3 separate regions of the Mus musculus genome follow, and all the other regions are linked to region 1. Evidence: chromatin contacts called from public Hi-C data. All regions are on one chromosome and are shown on one strand. The core of a region is the stretch at or near the end of the contact, and the rest is flanking DNA. Distances in the headings are between cores, read along the strand shown.

Region 1 (5,167 bases), core at 1,239-3,738:
GCCAAAGCCTGTTGGAGCCCAGAAGATTCAGAGTGAATAGTAAATGTCGGATGTTGAGCTTCAGGGTTTGGTCCACACTGTTGAAGCTTGGTTTCATATGTGGCCTGTTTTTTTTTTTTTCCTTTTTGAAATACAAAATATATAATCTAAGTTTTATTTTATGGGTTAAATAAAATAAATAGTTAGGTGACTTTGGGGCCTTCCAGAAACTGGATGTATTAAATATATTTAAGTATTTATATATTTTTATAAATATATTTAAATATATATGTATATTACATAGTCTGAATGAACTTTTAAAGAGTGTGAGACTTTTAAAACTACTGTTTTATATTGTGCTGTTGATATTAATATGTGATCATGGTGATAAACTACAAAAAAAGCAAGTTTATAGTTTAATAGCAATATACCAGTCTGCCAAGTTAACGAGAAGTCAAACGTCTTAATCAGATATTTGTTAACATGATATATGATGGAGCTAACTAAGTATAGGAACTTCAATTGCAACAATACCTCCATCAGATTGGCTGTAGGCGAATCTGTAGGGTATTTTCTTAATCAGTAATTGGTATGGGAGGACCCAGCTCACTGTGGGTGATGTCACTTCTGGGCAGGTAGTCCTGGGTGGTATAAGAAAAGCAGATGAATCCATGGGGAGCATGTCAGTAAAAAGCACGCCTCCATGCTCTCTGCCTCAGTTCCTACCTCTAGGTTCTTGCCTTGACTTCTTCCCAATGCTTTCCTCTGTGATGGGCTGTAAACTGTAAGATCAAGTTAATCCCCAGGCCCCACAGTTGCTTTCACTCAACGTCTAATCACAGCAATAGAAAGAAAGCTAAGATAGTACCATAGGAAACATGTGTTGTTTTCATGCACAGTTGAATCAGAGGTTAACCGTGTGCAACCTAAAACCTAGCTAAGACCTTCAATGAAGTGTCTCTTTGTTCCTGCATTCTTCTTTGCAGGTGGGTGTCATTCACCAACTGGCACTTGACATAATTTAATGATAGCTTCGCATGATAATGGCTAGTCTCCTTTTCTGTCTCCCAGACACAACAAAATGCAAAGCAGACAAGTCGGTTAGGGCCTGGCCAGGTATCATTCAGTGCACTACTGTATAACCACCCCTTTGCAGTCTTTGCATGGTTCAGACATTCTCTCCAAAATTCCCCTTCAAGTCACAGCAAGCTTTTCAAGCAAAATACTGAGAGAGAATGTAACACTGCGCAGTCCTCTTCAGTCAAGCCAGAATGTCTGGGATCTCTGAATATTATGTTTACAAAAGCAGCGTGGGCAACTTCCTGGCCCTGGTGGAGAAAACTTGCAGACAGTTGACTTCCCAGAAGTCTGCAAACGGACAAAATGCTTTTATTTCTTATTCAAAGGCTGTAGCTTTTAATTAAAGGTTACACCAACTGGGACCCCAGTATTTGAGTATTTGTTATGCTGTGATTTCTCCATCCAGTGCGTTGCTTAACTTTTTAATGTAATAACCACCAGAGGGCGAAAGAGATCACATTTCAAAGGACTTAAAGGCCTGTTTCAGCCAGTAACCCAATCAATGATGGTAAATAGTCCCACTGGATGGAAAACCCAAGGCTGAGCACACAGCCTGTCTGCATCAGCTTCCATGCTAAACACAGCATGTTAAACGTGTTTAAGGCAGATTTATGTATAAAATCTAAGCAATCAATTTCAGCAAACTAATTCCCAAAGTACAAAATATTCAATAAGGTCTCCCCTGGCCATACTGCTTTAGATGCGACATCTAAGTGGAGAGATGTTACATACCTACATACGCAAGCATATTCTTTTGCTTTGCATGGGCCAGACTTCCACACCTTATCTTTATTAACAACACCTTCTTTCATTCTGAAATCACCTGGATACCCCATCTATATTCACAGATTATCTATGCTTTAGGTACACAGAGAGGACTCTGAAGGAACTATACTCAATATTTTCCTTTAGTTATCTTTCATTGGACAGCCTGATTCATAGCTAGACATACCCTACATAGCCACATCACTAGACATCACAGAGACTTCTCAATATGCTCAGTACCATCCTACCCCACCCACACACCTAATTCTAGTGACCTAACACATTCAACCATGGAAAGGCATTAAGTTGTACCTTGTCCTTGACAAAGAAGAATAAGATATAAGTCTTTGGAGGAGAAGGGTTCAGAGGTAGAAATTATCAAGGAAGTGATTTCACCGCCCTAGGCAAGGCAGGCTTTTCTTCTACCTTTGGCATAAAACTAAAGAGAAAAATTTCTTCCTTCAAAGGGGCATTTTAACAACTGAAGTGTTCCAGGAAGCCAGGATCCCATTGTTAGGGTAAGCTTTCCAATGACACGTCTGTTTAGGTAATGTCCAGGCTGCATTTTCATCCTCTGGAGATATCAGAATTGGAGTAAGTATTTTTAGCACTTGAGAGAGGAAGGAGAACGTGTTTGGGTCTGAGTTTGGTTTCACCATTTAGTTCGGAGTTGCATAACCAAGGAAAATTGCTCAACATCTTTAATCCTCCGGTTTCTGGGGGCTAGAGAAGTGGCTCAGTGCTTTTAAAACATTTGCTGATCTTGCAAGGGACCTGAGTTCAGTTCCTAGCACCTTCATTGAAAGGCTTACAAATGCCTTAAAAGTTCTCCTGAACATCTTCCTTCCAAGTCTATCACATACACTATCACTTTGGTTTCTAAGGGAAACATCAACTCTTCAGTTGTTAAAATTTCTCATCCAGTGTGAATAAACAACAAAAACCAACAGCGAGTAGGTAAATAGATAGCTGCCTTTGTCCAAGAACACATAGACAGACACAGACATACGAGCAAACACACAGACAGACAGACAGACATGCGCACAGACACACAGACACACTTTACAGTATACAGTGGCTATATTCGAGTGACTTGATTTTTGTCTGGTTTCCATTTAACTCCTGAGGGGGGAAAATGTCAACTCCACAGATGTCTTCAGACAGAAGATTTTAGAGCCCAGAGGACTGTGAAGTTTCACCTTATCATATATAGCACCTGGACCTACAGAGATTTTGCAAGAGACATTACTGTAATCCAGAAAGATCAAAGGCAAATGAGTCATTTGGACAGTCCAGTTTCAGATGGAGACTTCAGAATAACATTCAAAGATAAGCCATACAAATTTAAACCCCTGGGGATTGTTTATTTATTTGTGTGTTATTGTTATTTATTTGTGTGTGGGGAGGGGCACACATGTACATGGTGGCACGCATTCATGTAAAAGCTAGAGGTCAAGGTCAGATGTCTCTGTCACTCTTCACATTATGTTATGAGGCAAGACCTCTTGCTGAACTTGACCAGCTTGGCTGTCCAGTGAGCCCCTGAGGTTGTCCTGGCTCTGCCTGCCCATCAGTGAGGTTACATACAACACTTGTTGTTTCTCCTGGCTTTTCACATGGAGCTGGATATTCAAACTCAGCTCCCCATTCTTACACGCCAAGTACTACCCTGACACAGTGCCTCACACCAGTCATTTTTTCAAAAAGGAAAATAAAAGTTAATTTTCATTGTTTCTTCTTCTTTAACATGCATCCTTTACATCCTTGTCTGTAGGTGGATGGTAACCATCCACAAGATTTAGGCTCTTTTAAATCCCAGAATGTTTGCTTATGCTCCATGCTTAGATTGTACATTGGATGACAAAACTGTTTCCTTCTGTTGGATATGTTTCAAGAACTGGACAGAGCAATTTTGCTTACTTTCAGTTAGCTAGGACTAATTACAGCCCTGTATCCAACTAGGAGGAAACTATTCTTTGTCTTTAAGAAAGAGGAGGTGCTAGTGGTGGAAGCCCATGTTCCCTAGAATTGTGAGATCTGATATTTGGTCTATGAATGAGCTAATTTCTCTTCAGTGTTACACAATGTTGAGTAGGAAAGTTAAACTTAGTGTTTGTATCATTGCCCTTTAATGTTTGAGTTAGCATGTGCTGCTAACTTCAGATAGAGGATATTTACCAGGTGGTAATGATCCTTGAAATATAATTCCTTTTGCTTAAAATACCGAAAGTAAATAACACAGAAAGCACAGTGAAAAGGGATAAACTACAAATACACACACACACACACACACACACACACACACACACACGACACTACTTAAGGGGCACAATGACCAGGACGTGTGCCCTATTTGTGATAATGTGACAGAGGAGAGGTAAGAGAGGAGGGTGGTCAAGATTAACATATGGAGGAAGCCAATTAACATAAAGCCGCTCCCCATAAGAGTTATATTTAAGGAAGCTAGACATAAGTATAGGAGGAGGTGGGTGCTATTAAAATGACTAATAAAAACTCTCACTCTCATGGCCAAATGCCTTTTGAGGTCCTAAACTTACCTAGCTCTCTCTAGCCTGTTTCCATTCTCTCTCTCTTTCTCTCTCTCTTTCTCTCTCTCTCTCTGTCTCTCTCTCTCTCTCACCTCTCTCATTGTCTCCGATCTGATTTCTTTGCCCAGAACACATTCTGCCAAACTGTAGACTTTATTTGGATGCAGAGAAAATGATTTGGTTACTAAGAAGGGGCAGGAAGTTCAAATGGAGAAAATGACAGGACCAGAAGCACAGATGTGAAGCAATGGACACAGAGCTCTGCTCCTGCATTGGACCAGGTAGCAGTGAATGTCCTGTGCAGGGACAGAGACTTCCATTCTCCAACAAGTACCTGTTGCATACATCTTCATAAATCATGCAAGGATTTGTGCTCACTCAGGCATTCAGGTCCCTCTGGTGAAGAAGATGAATTTATTAATCACCTAAGTGCACAAGAAGACCTCTAATATTTTAACCAGCAATATCCTGTGCCTGCTTTTATGGAAATGTCCTCCTTTGCAGTGATCTCCCAAAAACCTTTCAAGGGCAGCAATCTGAAGAAGAGGAAGCCCAGTCCCCTCCATGCCTTTGCCTGACACTTTGGCAGATCAAAGATGTCATCTTACAAAAGAGAACTTTTCAAGATGTGGTCAGGAGACTGGTTTTACAGAGGAAGCAAACAGAAATAAATCCCACAGTCACAGACAAGAATGGTCTGCTGCTCCTCAGTTCTCTTCTTGCTCATGTTGCCAAATCTGGAGGCACCAAACCCCAGGGAATGTAAAGAACAGTCTCTCTCTCTCTCTCCCTCT
Region 2 (5,167 bases), core at 1,134-3,633, 360 kb after region 1:
ATCTGTAGCAGCATGTGGAAGATTTACATAAATGTGAACTCATGCCCAGAACATAAGTGTGACTCGAAACATTGCAGCTCTGGGCTCAGGAAAACGGCACACAGAATCAGATGCCACTGGTTGTAAATAAAAATGAATAAAACGTGAGCATCCTTCCCTAACACTTGACACTTAAGTGAACTCTGGTGCTATTAGAGGAGGCTGGATGAACTGGCCTCGGGAGTTAAAGGGCTAGGGAGAGCCACATGCGTCACCCTCCTCCCTATGAGAGGAGAAGGATATGGCTCTGCTGCAAAAGAGGGTGGTAACTTGGAATCAACTCAATTGGACGTGCTGAGGAATGTTGACAGACGATAAGTTGAGTCTACCTGCCTGGTAGTACCTAATTTGATGTGTCCACCTATAAGATACTTACCTAACCCTCAAATTCAAGAGGGGTGTCTCCTGCTTGGAACCAGCCCTCTCTGCTGACTCTTCTCTTTGTCACTGTATCTATATTGTGACTTTTTAGCCAGGTACTCTTTCTCCAAATCTAAACAATTTCCAGGTCATGGAGACTCCCCTTCTGCCTCCAGAACTGATAGCTTTCCTTCTCTTCGAAAGTTCAAGTACTCACCATCTCTCACTTGAAATATCACCACAGGCTTGTAACAGGTATACTTATCTCTGTCTGCATCTCTTGCTCCTCCAGTCAATTTTATGTATTTGACACTTCATCTTTTTAAGAGGCAACATAGCTCTATCGCTCTCTCAGCCAATGAAACTTCAGTGACTGTTCACAGTCTTCTATCTCTATGGTTTCCTGACCCTAGCACTAAAACTCTTAAGACACCTTCTCAGCCTTATTTCCCACTGACATCTCCACACACCCATTTTATTGCTACACTGTTCTCAACAGACATGAGTCAGACCATCTGTTCATCAATATATGAACTGATAAAGTGAAGAAGATAAATCACAAGGAAGGAGAAAGTCATGTCATGTTCAGTCAAACTGAGATCACTGTGTTAAGTAAAATAAACCAACATCGAAAAGACGGGTCCCACTGGATTTGATCTCAATGTGGAATCTGAGAACATGGAAGGATGGGTCTGTAAACAGACTCAGAATAGAATAGAATACTGTTAGTAATAAGCAAAGGGAGGAAGGTGGGGGAGATAGGGAAATAAATAACAATAGCAAAAGAGTGATTGTAGTAAAAGTGCAGCCATATTTATATACGGAAATGTCATAACTCATCTTTGAGTTTGTACATTAAAAAAGGAGACAAGAAAATTTAACTATAATCCAGAGTGATTTTCTCAGTTTCAGGACTGTGGGAAGGATAGCCTGGATAATTCTTTGTCGGGGGCAGGGCTTTATCAATACCCCTAACTATTAACAAATGTTAAAATATCAGAAGATACTGTCACAGGTCTCAGAGAAGGAAATGTTGTCCTAGACAATAGAGATCTATTTTGTTATCCAGATATGGCTTAAATCTCTCCCCACCCCCATGTCCACACTCTTGTCTCTTTATTGCACTAGAATGCTGAGAACTCTGATACTGTCTGTGGAGTCCGGCCTTAAACACTTGATTCTCCTGACTCTTCCCCCCTAGTTTTGGAAGCTTGGGTGTACAGATGAGTACCATCACACCTGCCCTTCTTTTAATAATAATAAAAAATCCGGCTTATAAACATTATCTTTCACCTTTGTATCACAAAGGTGCTACATAAAGAATTTAAAACAATACTTAAACCACTTATCTTCACCTTTGTTCATTTAATTTGGTTTCTAAAAAAATAATTGAAAAAGAAAGTCAGATAGGCATGCCTATCATCTCAAGAAGTTGAGCAAAGGGTCTACTCCTTTTCAAACAAAAAAAAAAAAAAAACACGGAAAAAATTCCTGGCCTGTTTTAAAATGAATAAACAAATATGTCATGACTTAAGCAAACGATTGTGTATATGATTTAAATCTAATTCCCTCACTTTTTAATGTCTCTGACAAATACCCTCATTTTCTTTTGTAAGTATTTGATTGCCCTATAAATACTGAGAGCATTTTTATTTCAATTTATCTCACTGATAAAAGCAATACTGTCTGCTCTGCTCACTTAGGAAATGAGGAAGACGATAAACTCCACCCCTCTGAAGAGAGACAAAGACAATGCCAAGAGCTAGAGATAGCTGACCTTAGAATTCACTTGGACTTGCCCTGGCTTCTCAGAGTCATTGGAACATTAAACTGGTGATGGCTCTCCTGTGCCTGTCACAATTGGGGAAAGTACCCAGGGCCCCTGATTAGAATTTATTGCGACAGGCTCACTGCCTCACATGTGGGGTTATAAAAACAGGCCCATGTGTACATGCAGAGTCACGGGTGGCAGCCTGTGGTTGAAGGATTGCTGACTCTCTCAGGTTCCAGCCCATAAGGAGGCTGGAAGGGTCTGTTCAAGGGCAGGGTAACTTTGACCACGTGTGGTATGGACCAAGTGAAGATTAAGCTGTTGTGGGCTCTCACAAGCAGATGGAAAGTCAGCTGTGCCCAATATCAAATTAACAACCTGCCCTATTTCCTGAAACTCACCGCTTAATCCGCAGTTCCTGTCCTGATGTCGTAAAAATATTTGTAATCTGCTCTTAATGCTGTACTGTCTGCTGCATCTTAAGCAAGTATAATGGATTTCCATCAAGTTGAAAATAAAACTCCATTAAAATTCATTTCATTTATATTTTTCATTAGGCACTGCAATGTGTAGAAATCCCAAGAACAATATATCAAACTAGAATTTACAAATTGGTTGACTGATCAAGTGATTGAGACAGGTTCATACTACATACCCCTGCAGAACCTGGAACTCACTTTGTAGACTAAGCTGGCTCCAAGAAATAGAAGTGTGCCTGCCTTTGCCTGCTCATTGCCAAGATTTTAAAGGCCTGGTACCACCCACACCTGGCACAAACTGGACACATTGTGTAAACACTTCCAAACACTACTTAACTTGCAGCAATCCATTTAGGAAATATTTAGAATTGGTGTGCCTATACAGTACTATAACCTATGGATTTTATTAAAATGCTACTTATGAAATGTCATAGACAGCACATTCATTACAAACACCAAATAAATGATTAGAAAGGAAACCAGCTAAATCTAATGCAATCTTGGATGAAGTATAAAAAAAGAAAAGCTACATGTTTTCACTGTAGCAAGAGGCTAAGTTACAAATGGGAGGGGCAAATGCAACACCTGCTCAGACCCTGTATTGCTTCTTTTTCAGGCCACGTGAGCACAGACAAGCCATGATAAAGGAATAGAACTGAATGCCCCAAATCGTGATGTCTATATGGTTTTAGGGCTAACGTGGTCCTCTCCCTTACCAATGTCCTAAAAGATATTCTGAGAGTGATACTAGCAATTCTCAGGGAAGGCAGGTTGCCTGTCTGCCTGCCTGCCTGCCTGCCTGCCTGTCTGCCTGTCTGTCTCCTGTCTCCCTGTCTCTGTTTTCCTCTCTGTCTCTCCCTTTCTGCCTCTCTGTCTCTCTCTCCATCTCTGTCTCTTTCCCTCTCCTCCTTCCTCCCTCCCTCCCTCCATTTGTATCTGTCTTCCTGCCAGCCTGCCTTATGTACAGTGATAAATTTTAAAAAATAATAAAACAAGCCTTTTCATAACTGTCAGGAATACCATTTTCCTTACAAAAAAAAAAAAAAAAACCGAGTCCAACAAAAGAAATTAAAGGTTTCATTCTTAGTAGATTTTTCAGGAAGATGTCTGAAACATTAACATCTGATAAGAATTGGCCCTGCAAAATGCAGCAATGTTGAAAAGTAATGCGCTATATATAAAACAAGTGAGAGGGCAGAGTCTCCAGAGTCTGATGAGGAGAAATTCCTCATTGGCACAATGCAGGAGAAGACACATTTTTGTGTCTTCGTTAAAGTGTGCCTTGGTTAAAATGCTGCCAAACCTTGCCACACTTCAGGGACACTACTTCCATGCAAGTTCTAGGAAGGACCAACCTCTTGCTCCTGGGGAGTAGTTGTGGTTTTGGACAATAAGGTCAAGTTTGTTCAGCAAAAGACATCTGGCAGTCCACATACTTTTCTTAAATGGACATTGACCTTAGTAGACTGTATGCCAAGAGACTACCTTCTCTCCAGAAGGACGAGAATAAGGAGCAGGTAGCATGTCCAAACAAGACATGAAATCCTAGCCTTCTTGCCCCCTGAATAGAGTCCAATGCCCCAAGATAAAGGAAATCCAGTCCGTAATCTGATAGGCTTGCTACCTAGCATTTTGCCAGAAACAACGCCTTCCCTTCACACAGGGCCAGAGTCCAGGTGCACAATCTCCAATTCTACAGACAGGAGTAGAAAAGAAAATGTAAGAAAGAAAATCTCCACTTAGCGTTCGAAAGAACTTGACGGGCAGTGCAGTGGAGTGTTTCAGCAACTGTGGGGAAGAACGCTTAGCCTGTGTCTTCCCAGACACTTCATTGGAGACCTTTGGCTTAATTGCTAAGGTCAGAGCACAAATATAGAAATCTAAAATTAGATTACTATAATTGCTTTTCTCCTTCTCCCTAACTCTGCTATGAGCTCTTTGCAAAGAGCACCTTTGAATACGCAGTAGAGATCACAGCTCCAGGTACCTAGTGCTAGAAAACTATTTTGCAAAAAGAAAAAAAAATCATTGTCCAGCATCTGGAAGTTATGGAGAAGAATAACACAGAAAATGAAAAAAAAAAACCATGCTTCTGAAAAATATGTAAATAGCCTATACATAACATCATATTCTTTTGCATATATGTATGAGGAATGTCTGTGTGTCTTCATTTTCACAAGCCTATGTGGATGTACTTGCATGTGTATGTACATGCCTATGGAGCTCTGAGGTTGACATCAGCAGTCTTTCTTGATCTCTTACCACCTTCCATATTGAAGCAGTATCTCTCTTTTAAACTGTAGCTGTCTTAATCAGCTGGGCCAAATAGCCAGCTTGATCCAGGATTCCCACATCCTAACTTTCGAGCACTGGAATTGTAGGCAGGATGCCACAACCACCCAGGCTTTATCTGAGTACCCAAGATCTGAACTCAGGTTCTCACACTAGCACAACAAGCGCTTTACCCACTGAGCCCATTTCATAATTTACAAAGCACTTTGGCAAAACTTATCCCCTT
Region 3 (5,167 bases), core at 1,324-3,823, 280 kb after region 1:
CCATAGTATTTTTGGCCCTTGTTCCTGCCCTCATCTCCTGTTATGCCTCCTTTAATGACAGACTATAAGCTGTCAACTGAAAATTAAAATCCTTTCCTCCCCAAGTTGCTTTGAGTCCTGGTGTTTTTCAAGGCAACAAAAAGCACACTAGTATTCTCCAGATGAAAACACTGAGCAACTTTGAGTTGAACAAAAAGCACCTTGCAGAGAGAAGTCCTTGAGAGTGTGTGTGTGTGGGGCCTAGTACTTTCATTGTCTGCCTTAGGAGATGCCCACGACTTGCTAATTGGCTGAGACACATCTCGACTCTGATAGGTAGTTAATGTTTTGTGTACTCTACCTCTCAATCACCTTGGCCTCACTTCCCTGTTCCTTTCATAATATAGCAAGAGTAACAGGAACAAATGAAAGTTTCTTGTAGAGTGACTAATTTCTTCAGGATCCTACATAGAGCACCTGCCACAGTATATTCTATGTTATTGCTTTCCATACTGTACCAGCCACTCTGGGTACTAGTACTCTACAAATAAACTGATACCAGCCATGTTCTTTCTCCAGGTAGCTGTCATAGCCTCAAATACTATCTTATGACACTCTGTTAGGGGTGTGTGTGTGTGGGGGGGTGTCTTTCTCTGTCTCTGTCTCCCTCCTCTTGCCTCTCCCCTATCCCCCACTTCCCCATGAACATCCTCCACTACTTCAGGGAATCTTAGATGTTCTTTAAAGGCTCATTTACTTTGATTTTTAAAAACATGTTTAAACTTTCATTTCTCTCTATGTGAATGAATGGTTTATGCACATATGTGTTTATACCATGTATGTGCTTGATACCTGCAGAGATCAAGAGAGAGCAATGGATAGCCTGGGAGTGGAATTACAGATTGCTATGAGCCATTCCATGGATGCAAACCTGGTTCCTCTGTAGGAGCCCCAAGTGCTTTCAACCTCTGTGCTATCTCTACAGCTCCATCAGCTTGAGTTTTGAGACAGGCTGTCTTGGCCTGACTGTTCTGGGATGAATGGCCAATGAGCTCTAAGGATCCACTTGTCTTCACCTTCTGAGTTCTGGAATTGTAAGTGCGGTTCAGCTTGTTCATGTATATTCTGGAAGAACAATCTCATCTAATCCGTTACGCTTACAAGACATGTATTTTACCATTTGAGCTATCTCCCTAGCCCTAGGTAGAGGCTTTACAATGCTAAATTCCCAGTAGATACTGAGGGCAAATCAAAGACTTATTTCTTGTTCTCTTTTCTTTCTGTTCTTTTCCCTCTTCCTTCCTTCCTTCTTCCCTTTCTTCCTTCCTTTCTGTATTTTTTGTCTTTTTTCTTAAGACAGTTTTTCTCTTTAGCCCTGATTGTCCCGGAATGCTTGATGTAGAGCAGGCTGGCCTAGAACTCAGAGATCTGCCTGCCTCTGCCTCCAAACTGCTAGGATTAAAGGTATGTGCCACCACCATCCAGACGCGACTTTTTTTTAACACAGATTTTTCATCACATTGTTCTCCTTTGTGTGTCCATTCAGAAGCCTGTGGAATAGTAAAGGTGGGTACCTTATTTCTAACAGTCCCATCTTTATCTCCACGGAGTCATGAAGAGTTGTCTGATCTATGCTGCATGAGGAAAAAAAAAAAGCACACACTGCCATAAATCTTCAGCGATTCCCACTTTAATTTGAAATGTATGATTAACACTCAAGCCCAGACACAAAGTCAATAGAAGCTATGCCAGGAAATACACATGACATCTTAATGTGAACAGCCAGTACCAAATACAACACCATGGCGCTTCCCCATCTTTATTTATTTTAATCTAGTAATCAGAGAAAAGCGAAGAAGAGTGATGACTTTTGGATTTGTCCGTAAATTCTGTACTAATGATGGTTTTCCTCATTACTCTGCATTCCATACAGGAGGATATGAGAAAAAAAAAAAAAGAGTAACCCAGGTAGACACCATGACCAGAAAAAGCCAACACAATCCCTTAGGGGTTAATTTGTTCATCTGTCTTTCCTCTAAGGCCAAGAATCTTTTTTGTAACTCCTCATAGATAAATATTCCCAGAGAGATCGTGGAGGAGAAAGGTAACGGCACAGTGGAGCAAACATTTTAACCACCTTGCCAATAGGAGTCCTGGAGAAGTCAAGAACGTTTAGGTCAGTGTATCTCTGTCGCTGCAGTGACCAACCCACTCCTGAGGGCACGGGAAAGCTTGTTGACGTTAGGAGAATGTGGAAATAAAGACACATAAGCAGGGCTTTGAGGTAACCTAGCTTTCTTTCTCATCTAGATGAAAGCTAACTGTTCCAAGTTATAAGTACACTGCTGACACTTAACTGACCATAAAGTTCAGTTGCCCTCATCTTGTTCTTACAGAAGCATTTCAAATGAGCTTTTAAAAATATCACTTCTTACTCTCTAGCCACCATTTCTACTTGCCTGGAGAGTAAAGTAAAGAAATTGAGCAAAAACAAAAGTATTTAAAGCAGAAATGGGAATATCAGCTGAGCTCCCACCAGGACCCTGCACTTCCTATTTCTATTTTTCTGCTTCCTTATCTGATGTGGGAGAAACTGTCCTTTATGAAGTTGCTTGTGACTTCTCCTTCCTGAAGCTGCTTAGAAGCCCTCTGTGTATCAGAGTTAAGTGTTGTTTCTCCAACTCCCTCACACTTTTCACCTTGCTCATATGATCATTGTCTGTGCATCACAGCTTCCTACTGACAATCTCTTGTGCATGCCATGGCAGAACAATGGAGATTTAACAGGCTCCCAGTTGTTGCCACCTTGGATTTAAATGCTGAATTCAAATTGTATACTAATAGGATGGATTTGATAAATTATATAACTTATCCCTTGGTTTGGAAGAGTACAGTATAACTATTATTCCAGAGTCATTGAGGGGAATGAAATGAAGTTATTTTAGGCATTGATTCCAGACTAATGAAAGCATGTGGCAATTTCCCATGACAGTACCTGGCTATGACTGTCTGAGACTTTCCCCTAAACAATAAAAATTACAATAATACTGATATTCTATTCAACCACTTAACTTCTCAGTAAGACAAGAAACAAAGTAATCAAATATAATGTTAAAAGGCTGACTGGATTTGACTTTCAAAACAGAAACAATATAGAATCATAGATGGCTTTCCGCTGCAGGATTACTGCAGATGTCAACTCTTATGTGTTTGACATGAAGGAATTATATCTTGAGTGAACATAAATAGAGATCCTGACTCCTGAATTTGTTACATCACCAAAAGGTCAACGAAGGGTTGCCACTAATAAAATGACCTGTAATAAAGATTGTACCCTCTGTAGCATCCTTCACTGCTTCTAAAACTTTTGTTCTATATTTTTCCCTAAATTTTATTTTGTGTGATATGCGTGCAGAGAGTTGGGATATACACACATAGCATAGCACAAGTGTAGATGTCAGAGGACAGCTTGCAGGAATCCGTTATTTCCTTCCACTACACAGTTTCCAGAATGGAACTCGGGTCCTAAGGCTCAGTAGCAAGTGCCTTTCTGTGCTGTGGCATCGTGCCGCCTCGTGTGCTACCTTGCGATCCCTCATCCTGCTGAGGTCATGCAGAAGGGAATGAAGTTCATTTTCATCTTAACTTAGAACAAACCATATCTCAGTGATACAATCAACATCTTTTTCTTTCAAGCAGATTTTTGTGATACAAGTTTTTTTTATAATTTTTTTAATTAGGTAGTTTCTTCATTTACATTTCAAATGCTATCCCAAAAGTCCCCCATACCCTCTCCCCCCACTCCCCTACCCACCCACTCCCACTTTTTGGCCCTGGCGTTCCCCTGTACTGGGGCATATAAAGTTTGCACGACCAATGGGCCTCTCTTTCCAGTGAGGGCCTACTCGGCCATCTTTTGATACATATGCAGCTAGAGTCAAGAGCTTCGGGGTACTGGTTAGTTCATAATGTTGTTCCACCTATAGGGTTGCAGATCCCTTTAGCTCCTTGGGTACTTTCTCTAGCTCCTCCACTGGGGGCCCTGTGATCCATCCAATAGCGACTGTGAGCATCCACTTCTGTGTTTACCAGGCCCTGGCGTAATCTCACTATAGACAGCGATATCAGGGTCCTTTCAGCAAAATCTTGCTGGTGTATGCAATGGTGTCAGCATTTGGAGGCTGATTATGGGATGGATCCCTGGGTATGGCAGTTTCTAGATGGTCCATCCTTTCATCTCAGCTCCAGACTTTGTCTCTGTAACTCTTTCCATGGGTGTTTTGTTCCCAATTCTAAGAAGGGGCAAAGTGTCCACACTTTGGTCTTCATTCTTCTTGAGTTTCATGTGTTTTGCAAATCGGTGATACAAGATTTTTAAACTTGAGTTTTTCGAAACTAAAATTTTAAACTTTAAGATTTTTGTTGTTGCTTTGATGGTTTCTTATTTTTTCCTCCAGGATTTGCCTAGATGAAAATGAATGGACTTACATAATTTCTGAACTAACCAAGGATGACTAGTTTGGTTATTAAAAGTAGGTAACAGTGTAATTCTTTACAACATACATGAGCACATGTGTAGTGGTTTAAATGATAATGGCTTTATAATGAATGCTTGGTCTCCAGTTGGTAAAATTGGGTGAAAGGATTAGGGGGTGTGGCCTTGTTGGTGAAGGTATGAGAGCCCATGACATTTGCAATTATACCTCATGCTCTCTTTGGTGTTTGTGGATCAGAGGTAGGCTCTCAGCTATTGTTCCAGCACCATGTCTGCTTGCCTGTCGCCATACCTCCCAGTTATGATACCATGAACTCTACTGGCTTTGAGAACAGTAAGCCCCAAATTGAATGAGTTCTTTCATAACTTACCTTGGTCTTGGTGCCTCTTCCCAGCAATGGGAAAATATCTATGTCAATATTTGTATAAAGGAGTGTACATGCTCAAACACATATTTATTTATACACGAATACATGTGTGCATGTATGTATATACAGTGCTATCATTTCATCACACTTATCCTCCCATCCGCATGCCTTCAAACACATTCATGCATGCACACACATATATACTTTGCAGATCTGAAAACTTGCCTGCAATCATTGTATGTCAATTGTATGTCCAGAGTTACTCAAAAACTCAGAACCAAATCTATGGCTCACATCTATCAGTATCAAGAGTGTGGCTTCCTGT

What was found. Hi-C and Micro-C count contacts between places; a contact is called where the count stands out from the background.
Region 2: a Hi-C map of bone marrow-derived macrophages shows a contact between it and region 1, with 21 read pairs. The contact joins two enhancer-like sites. A contact is called at or near these places in 12 of 484 Hi-C or Micro-C datasets (the STO cell line, bone marrow-derived macrophages, cochlea and 7 more) and 1 of 9 other capture datasets (bone marrow-derived macrophages).
Region 3: a contact with region 1 is called in a Hi-C map of bone marrow-derived macrophages, with 26 read pairs. The contact joins two enhancer-like sites. A contact is called at or near these places in 2 of 484 Hi-C or Micro-C datasets (both in bone marrow-derived macrophages).

Annotation. Positions count from the first base shown.
Region 1 is chr11:111,442,317-111,447,483 of GRCm38.p6, reverse strand. No RefSeq gene overlaps it. Among named protein-coding and RNA genes, the nearest start is that of Gm30158, 68 kb to the left of the region's middle. Within about 2 kb of position 2,488, at least 11 of the 459 cell types and tissues checked have an H3K27ac peak or open chromatin away from gene starts, as enhancers often do. A contact at or near this core is called in bone marrow-derived macrophages, where this site is marked.
Region 2 is chr11:111,086,182-111,091,348 of GRCm38.p6, reverse strand. No RefSeq gene overlaps it. Among named protein-coding and RNA genes, the nearest start is that of Kcnj2, 23 kb to the right of the region's middle. Within about 2 kb of position 2,383, at least 42 of the 459 cell types and tissues checked have an H3K27ac peak or open chromatin away from gene starts, as enhancers often do. A contact at or near this core is called in bone marrow-derived macrophages, where this site is marked.
Region 3 is chr11:111,162,502-111,167,668 of GRCm38.p6, reverse strand. No RefSeq gene overlaps it. Among named protein-coding and RNA genes, the nearest start is that of Kcnj2, 99 kb to the right of the region's middle. Within about 2 kb of position 2,573, at least 7 of the 459 cell types and tissues checked have an H3K27ac peak or open chromatin away from gene starts, as enhancers often do. A contact at or near this core is called in bone marrow-derived macrophages, where this site is marked.